Linked DNA regions of Gossypium hirsutum: region 1 is linked to region 2. A link is a contact called in public Hi-C data. All regions are on one chromosome and are shown on one strand. Each heading gives the region's core, a stretch centred on a gene start, on an enhancer-like site or on the middle of the called end of the contact. The rest is flanking DNA. Distances are from core to core; before and after follow the strand shown. Region 1 holds the start of LOC107942331 (zinc finger protein SHOOT GRAVITROPISM 5). Region 2 holds the start of LOC107934525 (protein BASIC PENTACYSTEINE2).

Region 1 (4,588 bases), core at 208-2,707, 790 kb after region 2:
TTTAATAAAATATAATTAATAGATTTTTTCATGTAAAATTTAATTTTTTTATTGTAATAATATTTTAATTAAAATCATTTTTATTAATAAATATAATTAATAGACTTGTTTATATGCTAAAAATTATAATTTTACTTAAATTTTTAAATAATATGTTGTTATAAAGAAGTAATTTAATAAGAGAAATGTACTTCATAACTATTCTTACTGTGTGGGGATGGCAGGAGCCCCCATCTCCTCAACATGGAAAACTTTTCATTTAGGCCCTTTAAAATTTTAAATTAGTAAAAGTAAAATTATACTTTAACCCCTTAAAATGATAAAATTTTGATTTAATCATTTAAAAATTATAAAGATATAGGCTATTAAAATGGTAAAATTGTATTTTTACTATCACAAAAATTACAATTTAATTTTAGTCCCTTAAAAAAATTTCAAATTTTGCCTCTGGTTATAAGTGAATTGTTTTAAATGATTAAAATAAAAATATAGAAGTTGATTCTACTAAAAATTTAGTTATTTGATAATTGAATTAAAATGTTGATTGAATAAGTGGGGTGGTAAAAAGATTCTGTTAATATTTATCGATATATTATTTAAACCTCTATAGGGTTTACACAATTCCATGATGATAATTAACGATGTTTTATGATAAAAGGATACGAGTGTTTGTTGGAACCCATGCAAACCTATTTCATATACAGTCAATATGATCTTATATATAATATATCAAAATAAAATAATATCACAATGTAGATAGGTTCTTCAATTGAGTTGAATTTCATCACTCTAATTCTATCTTTAGCTCAAATATTTTTCATTCAAAACTTTATTTTTTCAACTTTTTTTTATATGTATAGCCAAAATCAGTATCTACCACAATAACTTTTTTGAACTCATTAGCTGAGTGATATAACAGTAACTTTCTGGCAAATAGAATTATTAGGGTTCCAATATCCCTTTTTCTTTATTGGAGAAAGAGTTACATAATGAGGAATAGGGCAAATTTTGAAGGATGGGGGAGGAGATTTTAAATAACTAAAAGAAAAAGAAAGAAAAAAAAAATCTCTTATAGAAATGATTTCAACCTTCTTGAAAGTGACAAATCTTGTTTCCCTCATCTTTAGAAAAACTGAAAGAAAACAGTACTAATTTAGGGTTTTAGTTCACATTTTGCTTAATCAAACAAATAATCCATTTTCACCCCTCCCCCCAAGATTTACATCTCAACTTTTTCTCACAAAAGGGAAATGAAAAAAAAAAAAAAAGAGGTCAGGTGGAAATGGAAGGGTGGTGTGGCCTGCAGTTACTATTCATATATACAAATAGGAATAATATATGAATAATAAAGAAATAAATTCATGCAAATTACTGTGTGATTGAATAATGACAGTTTGTTTTGTTGTGAGGATGTTTTTTTGTTCCTGTCCAAATGCCTGTGTGTTGTTATGTGGGTGTGGGCTCCCAAAACACAAGCATTTGTGATTGAATCAGCCCCCTCTCCTCCTCTCTCTCATTCAAAGGAGCTTTATAAGTAAGACTTGCTCAACCTTACCTGTTCATGGTGGGGGTCTAATTGAAACAGCAAAACCAAGAAAACTTTTTTTAAATAAAGCTTAAAAGAAAGAAAGTTGATGGCAGAAAGCAATAGCTTTTTCTTCTTCTCCATGTTCCCTTCCCTCTCTCTCTGATCCCCATTTTCCTTTGTGTAGTATTATCAGTAAAGCTGAATTTCCTCTCCCCCACTAGCTACTCCAAGCCAAGCCCTCCACCACCTGTACAGCTAAAGCAAGATTGATTGATTTGTTTTTTCACTTCAAACTCCATCACCCACACCACACATATAGTGAACTGCAAACCATCACTATGTTAGACAACTCTTCAATTTCTGCTGCACCCCTTCCATCTTCCTCCTCTGATCCCCTCACTCCTTTGGAAAATGGGGCCACCCATAAAAGAAAAAGAAAGCCAGCAGGCACGCCAGGTTGTACTAGCTTATATGTTTTAATTCATTAGTTAAATACCCTATTCTTTTGTTTTTTGTTTTGTTCATAATTGAATTGATTTTGTGTTTGTAGATCCTAATGCAGAGGTGGTTTCTTTATCTCCGAAAACGTTGCTGGAATCGGATAGATATGTTTGTGAGATCTGCAACCAAGGGTTTCAAAGAGACCAGAACCTGCAAATGCATAGGAGAAGGCATAAGGTGCCATGGAAGCTGCTGAAAAGGGAATCACAAGAGGTGAAGAAGAGGGTGTTCGTTTGCCCCGAGCCAACCTGCTTGCATCATGACCCTTGCCATGCTTTAGGTGATCTGGTTGGCATCAAGAAACATTTCCGGCGGAAACACAGCAATCAGAAACAGTGGGTTTGCGAGAAATGCTCTAAAGGTTACGCTGTTCAGTCTGATTACAAGGCTCATCTCAAGACTTGTGGCACCCGGGGCCATTCTTGTGACTGTGGCCGTGTCTTTTCCAGGTCACTCTCACTTCACTTCTTCATACCCCCAAAAATACAACCTCCTTCTCTTTCCTCTTTCCTCTCAATTTTTTTTCCACATTCAAACCCTAAAAATACCCTCAAAATCCAAGAATGATTTCCTCTTCCCTATTCCCCATAACATGTTTTTGTTTGTTTACTTAATTAAAACCCAATTACACGCAAAATAGTTGTTTACAGACACTAGAATTCAGACCCCAGTTCATTTTTTAATTAGTATTTTCATACAGGAAACCTAGTCTCATAATCCGACCTATAGTTAACTAAAATCAATTTTATATTGCTTTGTTCCTCGTTAACCCTACATGAAGAGGACTTGGTTGCTTCCTTGACTTAGTTTGTTTAATCCAAACTTGATTATTTAAAAAAAAAAACCTGGAACAGTCCAAATTCTCATCTAATCTGTGTCGTTTCAGGGTGGAGAGTTTCATTGAACACCAAGATGCTTGCACCACTCGACGAGTTCAACCTGAGTTGCAGGCGCAGCTGCAACCTGCAGCAGCCTGCTCCTCTCGGACGGCTTCAAGCACTAGTCCTTCAAGCGATGCCAACTTTAGCATCGCCCCATTGCATGGATTGCCGATTACAAAATCAACGGAGCCTGTTTTCTTGTACAAGCGTGTGTCTGGTTCAGACCATCAGCGCCAACATCTGCAACACAATCTTGAACTTCAACTTCTACCTTCATCAACCGCTAACTCGAGGGATTCAGATGAGGAGTACGCTACTCATTTGAAGCTATCGATAGGGTCCAACGACGGTGGCGAAAAGAATGCAAGTAAAACGACATTGGAAGCTAGTAGGTTGAAAGAGTTCGCAAGTGGGCAGCTAAAGTTGGCCATGGCCGAGAAGGCCTACGCCGAAAAGGCTAGACAAGAAGCTAAGAGACAGATCGAGATGGCTGAGCTTGAGTTCGCTAGTGCAAAGAGGATAAGGCAACAAGCGCAAGGTGAACTGGAGAAAGCTCAAGCCTTGAAAGATCAAGCCACAAAGAAGATAAGTGCTACAATCATGCAGATCACTTGTCAAACTTGCAAGCATCAGTTCCAAACATCAACAGCTGCTGGTCCAGATGATGAGACCTCACTTGCTATGAGTTACATGTCTTCAGCCACAACAGAAGGGGAAGGAGAGTGACGGCAAGTTGATCATGCAATGATGAATGATCAACCCCCATTAGCCCTTAAATCTCTTTGTTCTTTGATCTGCACGTTGAGTTTTTCTTTGCTTTGTCAACTAGTTTTTCTTCACTTATTCTAACCACTATCGTGGATTTGATATAAGAAAAAGAAGAAGAAAATGGTCGTTTTAAGCAGTTCTTGAATTGATTTACTATATCTTCATTTGTTTAATAGAAAAAAGGGGGGGGCGGGGGTAGACATTGCAATTTAATTAAATGCAGTGTGAAGTACAGTATCTATATGAGATATATGAACAAATGGTCATGCCTTGAGATTTTCTCAACCTCTTATTGCACTGCTACACCTGCAGGTATGCCATGTGAATGTTTTAAACATCAGGGCACATTTTATCGTCCGCTTGACTTCAAATATGCTGAATCCCATCATAAAGCTTGGAGAGAAACCTATCATTTCAGATTATTCTTCTAGCCACTAGCCCAAGTCTTATATATACGAGTGTGTGTGTGTGAAACTTATTGAATAATCCTAGATTAGGCACTGACATATATGTTTTGTTGCAATATATTTCGAGATATACAAGTTGTGACTATATTTAAAGTTGAACCGGATTAGACCATAAATTGAGAATAGAACTCTCTATGATGGGTTTTCCTACTAAAGTAAGATAAAAAGGAAAAAGAAAAACATGCTGAGGCTCACAAAATTTGTAAGTTGTATTTTAGCTCAGCAACTCACGATGGGTTTTCGTTATACTTGGACCAAAATGTGTAAAGTTTATAATAAAAACAAAACATTGAAAAAAAATTTAAGGATAACAACAAAACAAAGGGTGTTGGATTTATCTTTCCCCTAATACTATAGCCGGTTGATGCGGCTTTTCCCTTTATAAATTTTTCTTTTTGTTTTTGTCGGAAGCATTAAAATAATGGGAAGAAAAAGAAGAAGAG
Region 2 (4,947 bases), core at 969-3,468:
AGGCAACAAACATCTCCACAGGAGGCCGAGAAATATATACATGCGATGCAGACCCGCTGTCAATACCATCCTTTTAGCTCTCTACCTGATAGTGACAAACTTGTTGGTACCATGTCTTGCCCAATGAGTCCTCAAATCAATTGGGTTATTGAAGTTATAGTTTTCGGCTGCGAGTTTCTCCAGGACCTTTTTGAATGCCCCTTGACTCATTTTCCGCCCAGCTATCCTCGCACCACGCCTCTTGGTGCTCATTGGCAAAGGATACATGGATACATTTGTGGTGCAACAAGCAGATTGCCAACCGCCACAGCCCCATCGATAGCATTGCTGAGGGGTTCCAGTGCATGAGCAAACCGGGATCGGAATGCCGGAAATATCCATGTCGTACCCATTGATTTTAATATCCATACTCTTCTTTGCTGGCTTCACACGTTGAACAGAAGAATTGGTATTATCCTTTGGCTTCCTAGGCTTTTTGGTCTTTGGCGTCTTCGGGGCAGACTCACTCTGCCTTTTCTTCAACTCCACACTTTCCTTGGTAGCTGGTGACTCTTCAACTCTGCCAACCACCCTCTCATCTCTTGTTGAAGAATTGGGTGATGGCTGCAAAATTGGCAGCGAATGAGCAGCTGAAGTTTCAGGCAGAATGCCGTAGTTAGGAGAAATACCCGGTAACATGTTAAAAAACTTTTCTCTCTGGCTAATCCAACTATCCCTAACATAATTCATGGGGATAGGAGCCTCCGAAACAATGCAGTCGCGTGGGTGAAAGGCAGCATTGGGAGTAACCATGAGATTCGGATCGCGCATTGGAATAAAAGACTTTGTGTCCCGCTCAGCCATGCTTGACATAAGCTGCAGACCAAGATGTCCTTTAAAGGATGGCTCATAGTAACCCCAATTACGCATGTTCAACGCATCGTCATCCATGAAGCTATACATAGCCACCAACAACAAGAACAAAATGATTAAACTTTTAACATGATTCACATTATTCCATAAATGCCATTCAAATCCTGCTTAACATTCCCATTAAAGAACCCACAAAGACCATGAAAAAAACATAACACCATTAAAGACAGACATTCAAACAAAAAACAATGTTTCAAATAAGCAATCTAACACATTTACATGAATGAAGCAAGATTCAGCCACATCAAAATACATATGAAAGCAAATAAAAGATCAGACAAGAACCAACATTCAAAATTCAAAGAATGACTAACAATCCGTTTGATTCCCAAGAAAACAAAAAGGGGCAAATATGTTACATTTTCTAACTCTCAATTGGGAGGAAATTGAAAAAAGCCCCCAATGAGCGGCCTTCACAGTATCGCAGATCCATGATATGGAAACGAAAGATCTAAATCCACAGTAAATATGTATATAGCAGATTTGGAAAAATCTAAGATCCCCAAAGCAGCAGAAATAGAAATTTAAAGATACCAAACAGAAAGATGGAAAATTTGAGATTCAAAATAATTTCCAATTCCCCACATTTCCCCAAAGTCCAATCTTTGCACGCATCGTAATCCATAATCAGATCTACTATTATAGACCAAAAACAAAATCTTGAAAAAGGAAAAAAAAATAAAGTTTGGGTTTTTCTTTTATGGCAGTATCAGGGCTTTCAAAATGGAAACTTTATAACATCCTTTAGATCTCCTTTCATAAATTTCACCTCCAGAGCTCGAACAAACAAACAGACAAACAAATAAATAAATGAAAATACATATGAAAAGTTTTAATAGTACAAAGAATAAGCATGGAAGGACCCATATATTCAAAAACTGTTAGAAAGAGAAAGCAAAGAAAGAGAAAAGAGGGGAAAGGAAAGTGAGAGGAGAGAGAAAACTTACTTAGAGGGGGTGTAAACGACTCTTTAGGGTTTGCCCTTTCTGGAGAGAGAAAGAGAGAGGAGAGAGAAACCTGCGAAGGCAAAAAAATAAACTACGAAAGAGAAAGAGAGAGAAAAGAAAGCCCAAAAAAATCAAGAGAGAGAATGGGAAAGACCTAAAAATGTGTATCTATCAAAGGGGATTTATATATATCAGGAATTTCACTTTTTTAAAAATAATATAAAAACATCAAAAGAAAATTATAAATAAAATCATTTTAATTAGAGATAAATATAATCTAAAAAAGTTATTGGATGAGTGTAGGCCATATGCCTTTGAACAAACAAACAAAAAGGAAAACTTGTTATATCTCTTTTCTACATTTTGTATGTGGACAAATATGTGATTTTATAACAATGGAAAACAAAGATAGTCAATAGATTTCTATCAATATCTGCCTTCCCTTCTCTTTTTCTTTTTATCTATATAATTTATAATCCCCATCAAATGTCATCAATCAAGTTTTAAAATTTATTCATTTTATAAACTAATCAATAGTATTTATATCTTTTGATAAATCTAAAAAAAATCTATACAGATTTGAACTAAAAACATAATTTTTAAAATTTTATTTTTACTATTTCAATCAAGAAACATTTAGTATTATCTCATTTTTTTTATAAAATTTTTCACTAATATTTTGAATGTACCATAATCTACTTGCATTGGAGATTTTGATCAAAGATTAAAAGGGTGAAATTCAATCAAATTTTTAGTTGATTAACATGTGAAATCTTTTTAAATGGTTAAATAATATTAATTTATTTGATAGAATACACATTACTCATTTCCAGCTTAAGTCAACTGCCTACTACATCACGAGAAAGAAAAGGCCAACATCCTAGCTAAAAGGTCATCTAGAAATCTAAGGGTATAATACATGCACGGATGGGTGAAATTTGTAACATCTCTTACCTGGTCCGATCATCGAACCCTAGTAATAAGATGTTACAAGCAAATACAAAAAATTATATGCAATTTATATAAATTCCATTCACATATTATGAAATTTAATAATTTAAAGTTTGCAAGGACTGAATTGTGTAATTCAAGCATGAAATAGGATTCAATTGTAAAATTTTAAAATTTTAAACTTTTAAAGTTGATATTGATATGTAATGAATGGGTATTGATATCATATTAAATACCGATACAAAATCACGATTTTGTTTGTTATGCGAAATAAGGGTATCGACATTATTTTCTGGTATTGATATTTTATGAAAAAATACTAATACCATTCTAGCATTCTATTTGTTTTAAAATTGTTCATATGATCAAGTATCAATACCAAATGCCAAAATATCGATACTTAAGTTTAGAAATGGTAAAGACCAATATTTAAAATGTCCATTTCATGCCCAAAACACCTAAAGCTCAAATGGTAACCATAGATATAATTATAGACCTAAAAAACATCAACCAAGGCATACCACAAATATCACTTCTAACAATCATCCTAAGTGTCTAACCAATATGCCACAATTGGCACCTCAATGAAAAATTCAAATTCAAACATAACATTATATTCAAAATGATCCAATATGCCCTCCAAGGCACCTAAAAAAAATTAACATTCCATACTTGTAATAGCCCGTTTTTGGGTCAAATCAAAACAGTGGTTTCGAGACCACAAATCCGAAGCAAAAATATTTATTTTACTGTTTCTTTAAGGTCTATAGCATAATAGAATAATTGTGTGAAAATTTCATTAAAAAATTTTAGCGATTGAGTACTCAATTTGACTAGAAGGACTAAATTGCAATAGGTGCAAAATTTGAGTTCTATAGGCTAAAGGTAGTAAATTGTTATGAAATTATAAATTAGAGGCCTTAAATGGTAATTAGACCATTATACTCTAGGATGGACAAAAATGGAAATAGAGTAGGTAAAATTTCAAAGTTTAAGTGAGGGGTAAATAGGTAACTTGGTAAATAAAGGCAAAATAACTAAATAAATGATGTCATCTTCTTCAATTTATTCCCCCATAGCCGAAAATTAGAAGAGGAGACATAGCTAGGTTTGGCCAAGCTTTCAATCTCGATTGTAAGTCCGTTCTTGTCTCGTTTTTAACGATTTTTATATTTTTGAGATCGTTGTAACTTGATTTAGCTATTTCAAGGACTAATTTGAAAGAAAATTAAAGTCTAAAATTTTAAACATGTTGAATATGCTTGTATTTTGATGTTTGATGGTAGAAAATGCATGTTTGATGTTTGTTAAATGACTTTTGTAAAGTGATTTTAGGTAAAAAGTCAAATAGGGACTTATTTGTAAAAGTCTATAAAATGTGTAGAAAAGTATGAATAAACGAAAATTGTGGGCTGTTATGAGTATAAAAAACATTCAGCTAGGCTTGGGTTGTGAAGATATTGAAAGAAATTCATTTTACAAGCCTAAGAACTAAATTGTTAAAAAGTTGAAAAGTTAGGATAAAAAATGTAAATTTTGCCATAATGTGTTTTTGGGCTGATTGAATAATGTGATGATTAAATAAGTTCAATATGGTATTATAGATCAAGAAAATGAATTTCGAGTGTAGATTGGGGGAAAAAAGTATTTGACGAATAGGTCCTTTTGGCCGATTTTGTAACCGAGGTAAGTTCGCATGTTAAATAAGTTTTACTTTAAATGTGCTTTAAATGATTTAATTTATGCATAAATTGTGTAATCGACCTTACGGACACATTTGAAAATGATTTGGCAAGCGAGAAATCCCAATTGAACCTTAGGAATAGATTAGGATACAAGTGACATGTCACTAAGGTTTCATGTTATGTGATCCGGATGCTGGTCCTGTATGTCCTACTAGTGGCTGAGTATACCGGCATATGTTGCGGCTACTTGACAGCTTGTGTGAGCAGCACCGAGTAGCTATGTCTTGACTGACAGCTTGTGTGAGCAGGCCCGTTGTTGGCTCGAGAGCGAGCATATATGTGATATAAGATAGAGGTAACAATGGCTATATATGTGGCACCTTGTGTGCAAGGTTTCCCGAGTATCCGAATTTATTATTCCAAGTGGTTCATTGGGTATGAAAAAGATAAGA

The links. Hi-C and Micro-C count contacts between places; a contact is called where the count stands out from the background.
Region 1: a contact with region 2 is called in a Hi-C map of leaf, with 3 times the contacts expected there. The contact joins the promoter of LOC107942331 here to the promoter of LOC107934525 in region 2. A contact is called at or near these places in 4 of 34 Hi-C or Micro-C datasets (all in leaf).

What each region holds. Positions count from the first base shown.
Region 1 is chrA01:74,214,857-74,219,444 of Gossypium_hirsutum_v2.1, forward strand. It overlaps LOC107942331 (zinc finger protein SHOOT GRAVITROPISM 5), which reads left to right and starts at 1,458. Exons shown (of 3, transcript XM_016875988.2): 1 at 1,458-1,984; 2 at 2,079-2,478; 3 at 2,916-3,814. The coding sequence starts at 1,867. The coding sequence ends at 3,636.
Region 2 is chrA01:73,428,047-73,432,993 of Gossypium_hirsutum_v2.1, forward strand. LOC107934525 (protein BASIC PENTACYSTEINE2) reads right to left here and starts at 2,219. Exons shown (of 2, transcript XM_016866975.2): 1 at 1,860-2,219; 2 at 1-934. The coding sequence starts at 930. The coding sequence ends at 82.